Linked DNA regions of Hordeum vulgare: region 1 is linked to region 2. A link is a contact called in public Hi-C data. All regions are on one chromosome and are shown on one strand. Each heading gives the region's core, a stretch centred on a gene start, on an enhancer-like site or on the middle of the called end of the contact. The rest is flanking DNA. Distances are from core to core; before and after follow the strand shown.

Region 1 (5,206 bases), core at 2,293-4,792, 36 kb before region 2:
AACTTTTCATTTTCTCTCAACTATTGAAGATGACAACATTGCATTCAGGAACGTGGGTCGTAGATATAGTTGTGTTCTTTACAAAGTAACTTGTAACTTTCTAACTGGGCCATCAAACTGCCCCATAATAAGCATTCCACTACATGTAATTTCCAAACCATAGATGCCACATAATTTACGTATGCTGATTGGTGCAATAAAGCCAGGTAATAAATCAATGGTGACCTTGAACAGGGTTGCAGCATGAGTTCGATTTCTTCAAAATCAATAATTTTATATGGTGTATAGGGAATGCACTTCTGTGTGTCCTTTAACTGATACATTTATATGGCCATGTAACAGCGGAAAAAAAAAAGACAGGGTTCGATGATCTATGAATCAATCATTCACTTAATAGTAAACCTAAGGAATCAAAGGCAGCAAACAAAAACTTTATGAACTGTCAAAGAGGAAAGGTTTCAGTCACCAAAGTGAGCTATACATAATAATTCATGAAAGAATTTTGCTCCCCGTGTATTATTTTAAACAAAGCATACCTTCTGTTGGTGACCAAAATGTCCCCTCAAAGTTCAAACTTATATCATGCACTTTCTAAACTGTGTGTGCCACATAATGTATACATGCATGATGTCATCAAGACAAGAGTCATGAATTTGGATGCGGCATGAGTAAAATTCCATATTTTTCAAATTTCTAATGTTTTTATGCGTAAACAAAATATTCAGCTTACGTTTGTAGAAACAACTCAAGATTTACATTTAGTAAATTGTGTACTGATGCAGACCCACACTTTGAGCGTGTTCTGGTAATAAAGTAGTTAAATTATGCCACTTAAACAAAGCGTACCTATGCAGTAGGAAAACCAATTTCACAAAGCTGCGATACAGATTATACCTTCAACTGAGTGTACCTCTTAGTGCATGCCCATGAGAGGAAACAAAGGGTCATAAAAGGTGAATTTTATTAACACGGAAATTAACTTTCAAGCTTTTCCTGTTTAATATCAATTATCATGTCAACATTAGTTTAAACATATGCATAAGGAATCACCCAGAGCCAGCTTCATACGTATTTGACGTGGAGAGTAAAATAGAAGGGCTAGCGCGAAAGAAGAGTGCTCACCCAAATGGATATCTGGCCTAGCAGCAGCTGTTGCATCAATAAGGACCATAACTTTCTCATAGTCCAATTCCACAGCATCGTAGACAGTCTGCCGGATGCAATTTGGAGTTTGGACACCTGAAAATCATCACATATATATACAACAGTAAATGTGGCTGCCGATGTGATGTTGGACAATCAAGCGAAAACAAAGGAAGCGATATTTGTTCTAAACAAGGTTTTTCCTACATGTTGTGCTGAACTCTACATCATAAACAATGGAAGCGATCTTTGTTCCTCACAAATTTTAAAAATATTGCTGCATTATACAAAATTTCCCTTTATGGGATTCACGCTTGTAAGGGCAGAGTTATTGCCACCATATGCATTTTGAAAACATGAGACAGGGTATAAACTGCAACAGGAATCAGAAGAAAGTAATGATACAGTTAAAGAAAAGAAACCGACCTTAAAGCAACCAATTACCATTGTAACAAAAAAAAACTTTTACTAAGTGAGTGTGTATCAGTGCTTACCAACAATTACCAAGTTCTTTATTCCTTGTGTCTTAAGAACGGAATCAAGGTGTGTCGCAAAGAAAGCACTAAATCTTGTCTTCACTAACTTGTAGTCGCCTTCTTTGATAAAAAGCCCATCAGCCAGCTCTGCACCTTTCAAACCTTTCACTGTTGGACCCTTTCCTCCAGAGTACAAGTGTCTGCGAAAAAGTTCAACATCTCTTCCAGAAGGGTCATGCTCTCTGACAACCTACATAGTAAAGTTCATTGTCAATCAATACCCAGACTCTAAGAATGGTGACAGTGCCTAGACATCCAAATTACTAGAAACCACGCTAGTTGGTGAAGAAAATAGGGGAAAGTGTGATTACACAAACAGAGGCTAAGCTTGCAGATTGCAATATTCATGATCAAATTAGTATCACAAAGCATGTTTAGCAGAATTTAGAACGGAATGTGCTTCAGTACAACCAATAGGAAACTGATGAATACCTTGCACACACACCACAATGAAGCAAAAGAGGTTATTCCAAAATTGACAATGTGTGCGCTGCATAATACCAGAATTGAGACCATGCTAGCTGGAGTATTCATTTTGCATCAGATTTTAAAATAACACCAAACCATTACAAACATCTGACAACACTCAACTTTCTACTTTATCTAGAAAGAAACAAATAAGGCATACCAACAAGTCAACAAACCACTTAATTCAGCGACCCTCAAATGCCCTGATTGGAAACTTTGATTAGAGAGAATAATACGACTATTGTGTCACGTTCGTGATACATGGCGAAATGTGGAATGTTATCATGTCATTTGGTGCCCTACATGAAACAGTAAAACAGAAAGGGAATTGTTCGAACTTGTAACCGAATCAGGGTAGAGGCCAAAGCCAAATACCTCACCATCTGTCAGCAATTTAATGATTAAACAAGAACAATCACTTTTATGATTAAAAAACGTTGAAGAAGAAATACGGCTAGTAACTTGTGCAAAGCAGGACATTCATCAAAAATAAAAAAACAAGTGAGTGGATTCTGGGAAGAGCGAAGGTCTCATCCTGCAGCAGACAGTTGTTGAACTTGACAAGGAAAATAGTAGGACTTCTACATTATTAGAACACAAGGGGGATTGCAAGGCTAATCGAACTTAACCAGCAAAACAGGAACCGTAGCGCCACGCCGGTAAGAGATTACACAGAACACGTATTAGAATGGATCGCTCCCAAGAAATTAGAGGCCCGTATTGCATAGAAAGAAATCAGAGAATAGGCAAAGCGGCACTAGAAAAGAGGAGCGGTAATTACCCAGACGACGAAGATGCCGCGCTCCCGCGCCACGGCGACGGCCTCAGCGACGGCGGGGACGACGGCCTCGCCGCCGGCGACCAGCACCGGGCTGCCCATCGCCGGGTCCACGAAATCCTTCTGCGACAACCCACAAGCAGGCAGGTCAGGCGACCCACCGAACAAGGAATCCCGAACAAAAGCTGGATTCTTTCCTCACAACAAAGGAAATGAAATGAAGGGGGGGGGGGGGGGGGGGGGGAAGGGGAACGGCCCGGATCGAGAGAGGAACGGAGGGCCCGCACGCACCTGCATGTCGATGACGAGCATGGCCGTCTCGCTCCACTTGCCGGCGGCCGCCATGGGTCGGTGCGGCCTGAAGGGGCTGGTCGGGATCCGGGGGATTATGCTGCCGCCGCCGCCGGAGAGCCAGCGCCTCTTGAGGTAGTGGAGGAGGAACTTGTCGAGGGAGAGGACCAGCACCAGCAGGCACGACAGCAACGCCAGATGCGAGGGCATAAATCGCGCCCGCGAAAGAAGAAAAAACCGCGGTAAGAATCTTCTTCCTTCTTTTTTATTAATCCATGGGGAAGCACTGTTTGAATGATTTTTGTGGAGAGGAATTCGGACGACGCGTGGGATGGGAGAGAGGGAGAGGGTTTGGTCGGAGAGTGGGTGTGGGCGCACCGGGGGAGGTTGAACGGAGGTTGGAGTTGGACGCTGACAGTACCACCAGACGCATCTGTTTGGATTGTGGGAGATGCTTTGCTTGGCAAGGAATATTGGCTTTGGCCATTCCCTTTTTTAGAGAGAGAATTTTTCAATTTATTCATGGCGCGTGCTACGGATCAACCGATTGATTTTCCTTGGTAGCCGTACAATAAGATGCTACCAGCCGCACGATGAGACGCTCCCCATGGTTGCAGCTTCGTGGCACCGGCGACGCTCCCTTGCAGCGCCGGTGGAGCTTCAACGCAACACCGACGCTCTGGCCAAGCTTCATTGCAGCCTCGGCGAAGCTCCAACGCAGCGCTGACGGGTTCGATGAAGCTCCATCGCAACTCCGGTCGAGTTTCATTGAAGCCCTGACGGAGCTCCAACGCAACGTCGACGGCTCCGACGAAGCTCCATGACAACTCCGGCCGAGCTCCATTGCATCCCCGACCGAGCTTCAATGCAGTGTCGACGGCTCCGACGAAGCTCCATGGCAACTCCAGCCGAGCTCCATTGCAGCCCCGGCCGAGCTCCAGTGCGGCCGCAAAAGAAAATAGCAGCTGTTGCGACATGTGCAGGAGGCCGTGGTCGCTGTTTTTCTCCAGAAATCGCAGCAGCGGTGCGCGGTGGTGCGGTGGTCGCAGGCTCATAGCAGACAGCGGAGAATGGGGACGAAGGAAAAGATGGGAAGGAGGGATTAGCGTGTGGAGGAGAAAATGGGCGAAGAGATAAGGTCATCTTGGGGAAGTGGTGGATGGTCCCAGAGGGCACGTGTCAAGCAGCGCGAGCGGCTTATGATTCTTCGTTATCATCCGGTAAATTTAAAACGTTTTAGTACATAGAAGATGGGAAAAAATTTCTGATCAACTAACAAATCCTGCGCTAAATGTCCACCGTCTTTTTTTGTACGTCACGTGCCCACGTGAGCGTGCACCACTGCTTTCATTTTTTTCTTATCTCCAATGAACATACCACATCTACATCTTCTTCCCCAACTTGTTCTCCTACCTCCTCCAGTGCATTAAACCATATGTCGTTGCTACGTCACTCACCCCTCCTCTTCTCCTCCCTTCTCCTTTCTCACTTTCCTCTGCGAAGCATGTCGCTGTCGGAGCACCGTCGTCACCGTCCTGGAGGAGCACCGGTGTGGACAGGCATGGTTGTCGCTTTCTCAAGGTCAGCTGCAAAAGCTGGTACCGCGCAAAACAACAGTTCCTGCAACAACGACGTTGTTGCAATGGCACCTGGGACGCGGTGAAGTTATGTGCTTTGTTGAATAAAATTGCAACAAGGGGTTTGTTGCATGAATACGAAGAAGAGGTCAGAGATGTTGTTGTCAATTTTGCAACAATGTTCTTTTTGCAAGAATACAACGAAGAGGTTGGACATATTGCAAATTTTGCAACTGAGATCTTGTTGCAGGGATTATGTTTGCAACAAGAGTCTTGTTGCACAAAAAAAAGAGAATAAGTTTTCCAACTGGGATCTTGTTGCAGGAACGAGCTTTGCAACAAGGCGCTTGTGGTAGAAAAATAGAAAAGAGGAACGAACGAGATCTTGTTGCAGGAATTATGTTTGCAACAAG
Region 2 (5,039 bases), core at 2,464-4,963:
AAAGTTGCTGAAGAGGTTAGACTACGCTGCTTGGTTGATCATCTTGAGGATGTTATTGACATCAAATGGTGTAAGCGTGCGCATGTATGGTGTCTGAAGGAAGGGGACATGAACACCAACTTCTTTCTTAGATATGCATGAGCGAGAAGAAAGGCAAACAAGATTAGGCGGTTGAGAAGGGAGGATGGCGTGGTCGTGGAGGAAGGAAGATACCTTACTAACTATGCCATGCCTTATTTTCAGGATCTGTTTACATCCAATGGGAACATACACTATGAGGAGCTCCTTCGTACGGTCCCTGTGAAGGTCGCTGGGGCTATGAATGAGTGCTTATTGGCTGAATTCACTGAGATGGAGATCAAGGCAGCGCTCGATCACATCGGAGACCCAAAGGCGTCTGGACCGGATAGTATGCCAGCGTTGGTGTACAAGAAGTACTGGCAGCTTATGGTAAGGAACATTGTGGACGGAGTGATGCATGTCTTGAAGGGCGCGGCGAGATGCGAGAGGCGTGGAATGATACAAATGTGGTACTCATACCAAAAGTCAAAATCCGTCGAGGATCAAGGATCTAACACCCATCAGCTTGTGTAACGTTCTATATAAAATAGTCTTCAAGGTTCCGGCCAACCGTCTCAAGCTCGTTCTTCCAGAAATAATCTGTGAGAATTAAAGTGGTTTCATGCCGGAAAGGTTGATCACAGACAATACCCTTATGGCCTATCAAATCTCACATTTCTTGTTGAACAAAAGGACTGGAAAGGGGGAGTTTGCTGCTGTTAAAGTTGATATGAGTAAAGCCTACGACCGGGTTGAATGGTCATTTCTCGAAGCAATGATGCACAAACTTGGTTTTGACAGCACATCGGTCAGACTTGTCATGAAAAAATATCATCCGCTCAATAATAAAATGCCATCATATCTACAATAACTAAATAGCTAGCCCCCACTTCTAGATTCCTCTCAACATGCATGCTTCCGAATCACCTTAATTATTAGTAGTCACCAGGTCGAAATCGAGTGACCTTAGAATTCAAGCATGTACTCAGAAGTTACACTTCTTGCATGAATCTATCCATGCAAACCATCTCACTTTATTAAGTCACGTGTGTATTTTTTTCCCACAGAATCAACTCATGAATGTTAGTCAGAATTTAGATTTTTGTGTATTTATAAACACTAGCAAAAGAGCCCGTGCGTTGCAACGGGAGAATGCAAGGACTGAGAATCGGACTCGAAGGCATAGATATTCTAATGGTGCAGTATTATCGAACATATCAAATATGTACCCTTAGGATCCTTGTGCATGTCAGATAGCATTACGGATTTTTGTTCATGTTTAACTCACTTTTCTTCTTCTTACTCCATCCATTATCTTTGTCTCCCTTGCTTGGGTATCTAGGAACATCAAAAATACAGTATAGCTTAGAATTTATCGAGATGCATTGAATCCTTTAACAAAGAACCACATCACTGTAATGAGAAAAACTCATGCAGTCAACCTTGTCATCTCATCTGCATTAACTAAAGTGTGAATCAAATCCTCTAGTTCAGTTGTAACCATAAAAGTAAAACAGAACTGTAACGGAGCAAAACTAAGACTCATTAACTGATGGAAGTTTACTCGGATTTCCTTTTTTGTGGAATCGTTGTTGGACTAACAAAATAGCAAACAATAGTAGCTAGCTTTCCCGAGAAAATATCAAAACCGCAATCTGCACCAATTACCGAGGAGAAAATTGAAAATTTGCCACTTTCAATATATGGGTTCTTAAAATTGTCATTTTCAAGATTGGCTTCGCACATTTGCCACTTAGCTCGTTGGCTCCTTGATTATCATTCCACTTTCCTCCTACTTTTGATTTTCATTTTCCTTTAACATTTATAAGCATTGGAAAAGACCAAACCAGCCCTGATGCATATACACGTACTATCCAAATTTCAGTTGACACTTTGAAGCGGAGGACAGCGTACCGGCCACCTAGAATACCGGGTGATCTCGTCAATGCAGACTGCTTCACCGATCTCCTTGACGCAGAGTGTCGCAGATCGTCTAGAGTCTAGACGTCGCATGCCGCGGATATTCTCAGCGTCACGAGCAGGACGGCGGGCTGTGCAGCTATGGCGCGCGGAGAGACGGCGCGAGCAGCAAGCAGCCTAGTGGCGCCGGCGGGGGCTGCTTCAGTAGCCACTCTTATCGACATCCTCAAGTAGTTGTGTGTTGTTCTCCAATTCAGTGCTAGCTGAACTTCAGAGGAGACCAGAACCTGTAGCCGCGGGCTGGCTCGAGTGCCCGCGGTGGGCCTCATCGGCCGTGTAGTAGGCTCTCCTCACGAGCTCCTCGCGGAAGATGGCGTGTCGCGACTGCGCGCCGGCGAGCACGACGGCCCCGGCCATGGGAGCGGCGGGGCCGGCTTCCTCGCGCCCCGCCACGGCGGCGCGGGCCCGTCTCGCGGACGGCGGCCTTCGGCAGGGGCACGGGAGGGCTCCCCCTTGGTCGGAGGCGCGCGCGAAGGAGAGGGAGGGCGGGGTCCGGCACCGGGTCGCCTGCAGCTCGTCGGCGAAGGCCGGGGCGCCGCGGGGAAGGAGCTCGAGCGCGGCGAGGAGCTGCGGCGTCGAGAGGCGGTGGTGGGGGCGGCACTTGACGGAGCAGGTGACCGCCGCCTGCATGGCTGCTGGTTGGCTTGGCGAGCTGGGGTTCGGCAAGGGGAGTTGGTGGAGATTGAAGAAAGAGGCCCCTGGACTGCAGGTTAGTTTGGATTAAATATAGGGTGGTTTGTGTAAAATGTAAAAAACGATTCGTTCTTTGACTTAAATCCGGACTGCGGGTTGATTTTAGGAAACGTCGGGGGCTTTTTTGTAAATGCCGTGGTAGGTTTTCCGACAGAAGCAATAGCCGTTTTATTATTATAGCAAAAGGGCCCATGCGTTGCAACGGGAGAAAGAAATACCACACGACACACACTCTTAATTTATAAAAAATGTCTATAATTTGAGAATTTATAGTTACGATACAAATAAAGATGGTCTTATCCTACAAAAATGCAGTTTAAAATTTCACAGGTCTTGTATTTTAACACGGCTTGCATGTAGATTTAATACGTACAAAGAATCAATCAAGTGACCTTTAGTTTCATCTCTAATCCTGATTTTGTTGACGTGTTCATTCCCAACCCGGATGAGTACCGGTATGAAAATAAGACGAATAATGACTTATTTATTAAGATTGTACCCTAGATAGTATTTTTATTAAACGTTTAACAGATAAAATAATATCATATTTAAATTCTACATATTTTTCTAATCAAATTCCATGTATAATATGTTAAATTTGGAGTTACGGTTTAAAAGATATAAGTATTTAAAAAAATATTTAATATATACTACGAGTTTAATGTCATAAACAGTAAGGGCTTTTTTGTAAAATCACCTCGGTGGGTTTTCCGACGGAAGCGATAGCCTCTTTATTATTAGGTAAAGATTATATATGTTGGACCCTTGAAGCAAGCAGGCCCGGGCCCACAGTGGTGCCACATGTGTAGCCCGCACAGGGTCCACGATTTTGAGAGGCCCCAAAATATATATATAATATAGGTATATAGTTGTATTAGAAAAAAACCGACTGGACGAGTGGACGTCGTGGACTCGTGGGCGACTGGGCGTCGTGCCTCGTCGTGCTCGATCGATCTGGCCACCGCGTGGTCACCACGAGCCTGGCTGGGCGTCTGGGCCAGTGGGCCTCTAGGCTAGTTGGCAGTTGCCTCGAGCCCTTGAGCGACCTGGGCCTGTGGCCTGTAGGAAACCAGGATCGCGGTAGGCTGTGCTCGTGGCTCGCGGCCTCACCGAAACGTCTTCGATCTGGTGCTCGCGTGCTCATAGAAACGTCTTTGATCTGGTGCTCACTGAAACGGGATCGATCTGGTGCTCGTGTGCGCATGTACGAGTAGCGCTCCCCATCTATATCGGTAAGAAAATAATATCTCATCGGCTCGTCACCTTCGTTGTTCGCATCATAACTGATCACTTCATCTGTTCATCATCGATCCCGCGATCGGATTCAGACCACCGTCGAGACTCGTCTTCTCGTCGGATCGATCCCCATCTATATTATATTAAATACATTATAATTTTTTTGTGAGACATATATACATTATAATTGCTCGTTAGTTCATGTTTTTGTGTGATAAGGCCACATTTTTTTGTTCCGCACAGGGCCCCGGATTTTACCGGCTCGGCCCTGGAAGCAAGAATATATAGTTATGCTTCAGATATTTGTTAAAAGATGGTGTCACATTATGCTGAGTCTAAAATGTTTCTCTTTGTCTGCATTATTTTGTCACATATTTTGTATGTTTTATTATCTTTCATTAATTTTGTTTATTTTGACCACTTATTGAACCATTTGTTTTAACATGGTTTTCTCGGCAACACATGGGGCATCTTCTAGTTATTAATAAAAATGACATTCTATTGTTAATACAAAATTCATGCGCTTTTTAATAAAACAACCATGGCCTTAATAATACAAATGTCATCCTCTCAATAACAACAATAGCATCCTCTGAATAAACAAAATTTGCTATCCTTTTAAAAATAAAAACGCCATCACATAAATACTAAAACTACCATATGCAGAAGTGATAAAAAATCAGGATTTTTGGACGGATTAAAAAATAAATTAACATCGAAAAATTATACATGGCTGTTTAAATACAAATGATTCACGAAAGCCCTTTCAGCCTAATGGCGATGTGTGCCCACATATGTGCAGAAGATCAAACCGGAATCCCCTATTTGCTACTCTTTGCGGCGAATAGTCGGGCAAATGCACAGGATTGGGAGGCGAATGATTCTATTGGGCTGGCCCATTTGGCGTTTCAGTGATCCCGATTTTGGAAACCTTTTAAAGGTTTTCAGTCGGTATTTTTTCGGTTTTGGAATACTAGAAGGTTCCTCGAACGTTTTTTTTTTCTTTTTTACTTTCTGTTTCTGTTTCAAAACATGATCTGAATTTTCAAAAAAATGTTCTTCAAATACGA

Evidence for each region. A called contact is a pair of places that touch in the nucleus more often than the background predicts.
Region 1: a Hi-C map of seedling shows a contact between it and region 2, with 2.4 times the contacts expected there. The contact joins the promoter of LOC123411386 here to the enhancer-like site in region 2. A contact is called at or near these places in 2 of 6 Hi-C or Micro-C datasets (leaf and seedling).

The regions. Positions count from the first base shown.
Region 1 is chr7H:45,736,745-45,741,950 of MorexV3_pseudomolecules_assembly, reverse strand. LOC123411386 (probable inactive nicotinamidase At3g16190) reads right to left here and starts at 3,542. Exons shown (of 5, transcript XM_045104323.1): 1 at 3,217-3,542; 2 at 2,929-3,048; 3 at 1,638-1,869; 4 at 1,123-1,239. The coding sequence starts at 3,426.
Region 2 is chr7H:45,701,500-45,706,538 of MorexV3_pseudomolecules_assembly, reverse strand. No RefSeq gene overlaps it. Among protein-coding and RNA genes, the nearest start is that of LOC123411386, 34 kb to the left of the region's middle. Within about 2 kb of position 3,713, at least 3 of the 3 cell types and tissues checked have open chromatin away from gene starts, as enhancers often do. A contact at or near this core is called in leaf and seedling, where this site is marked.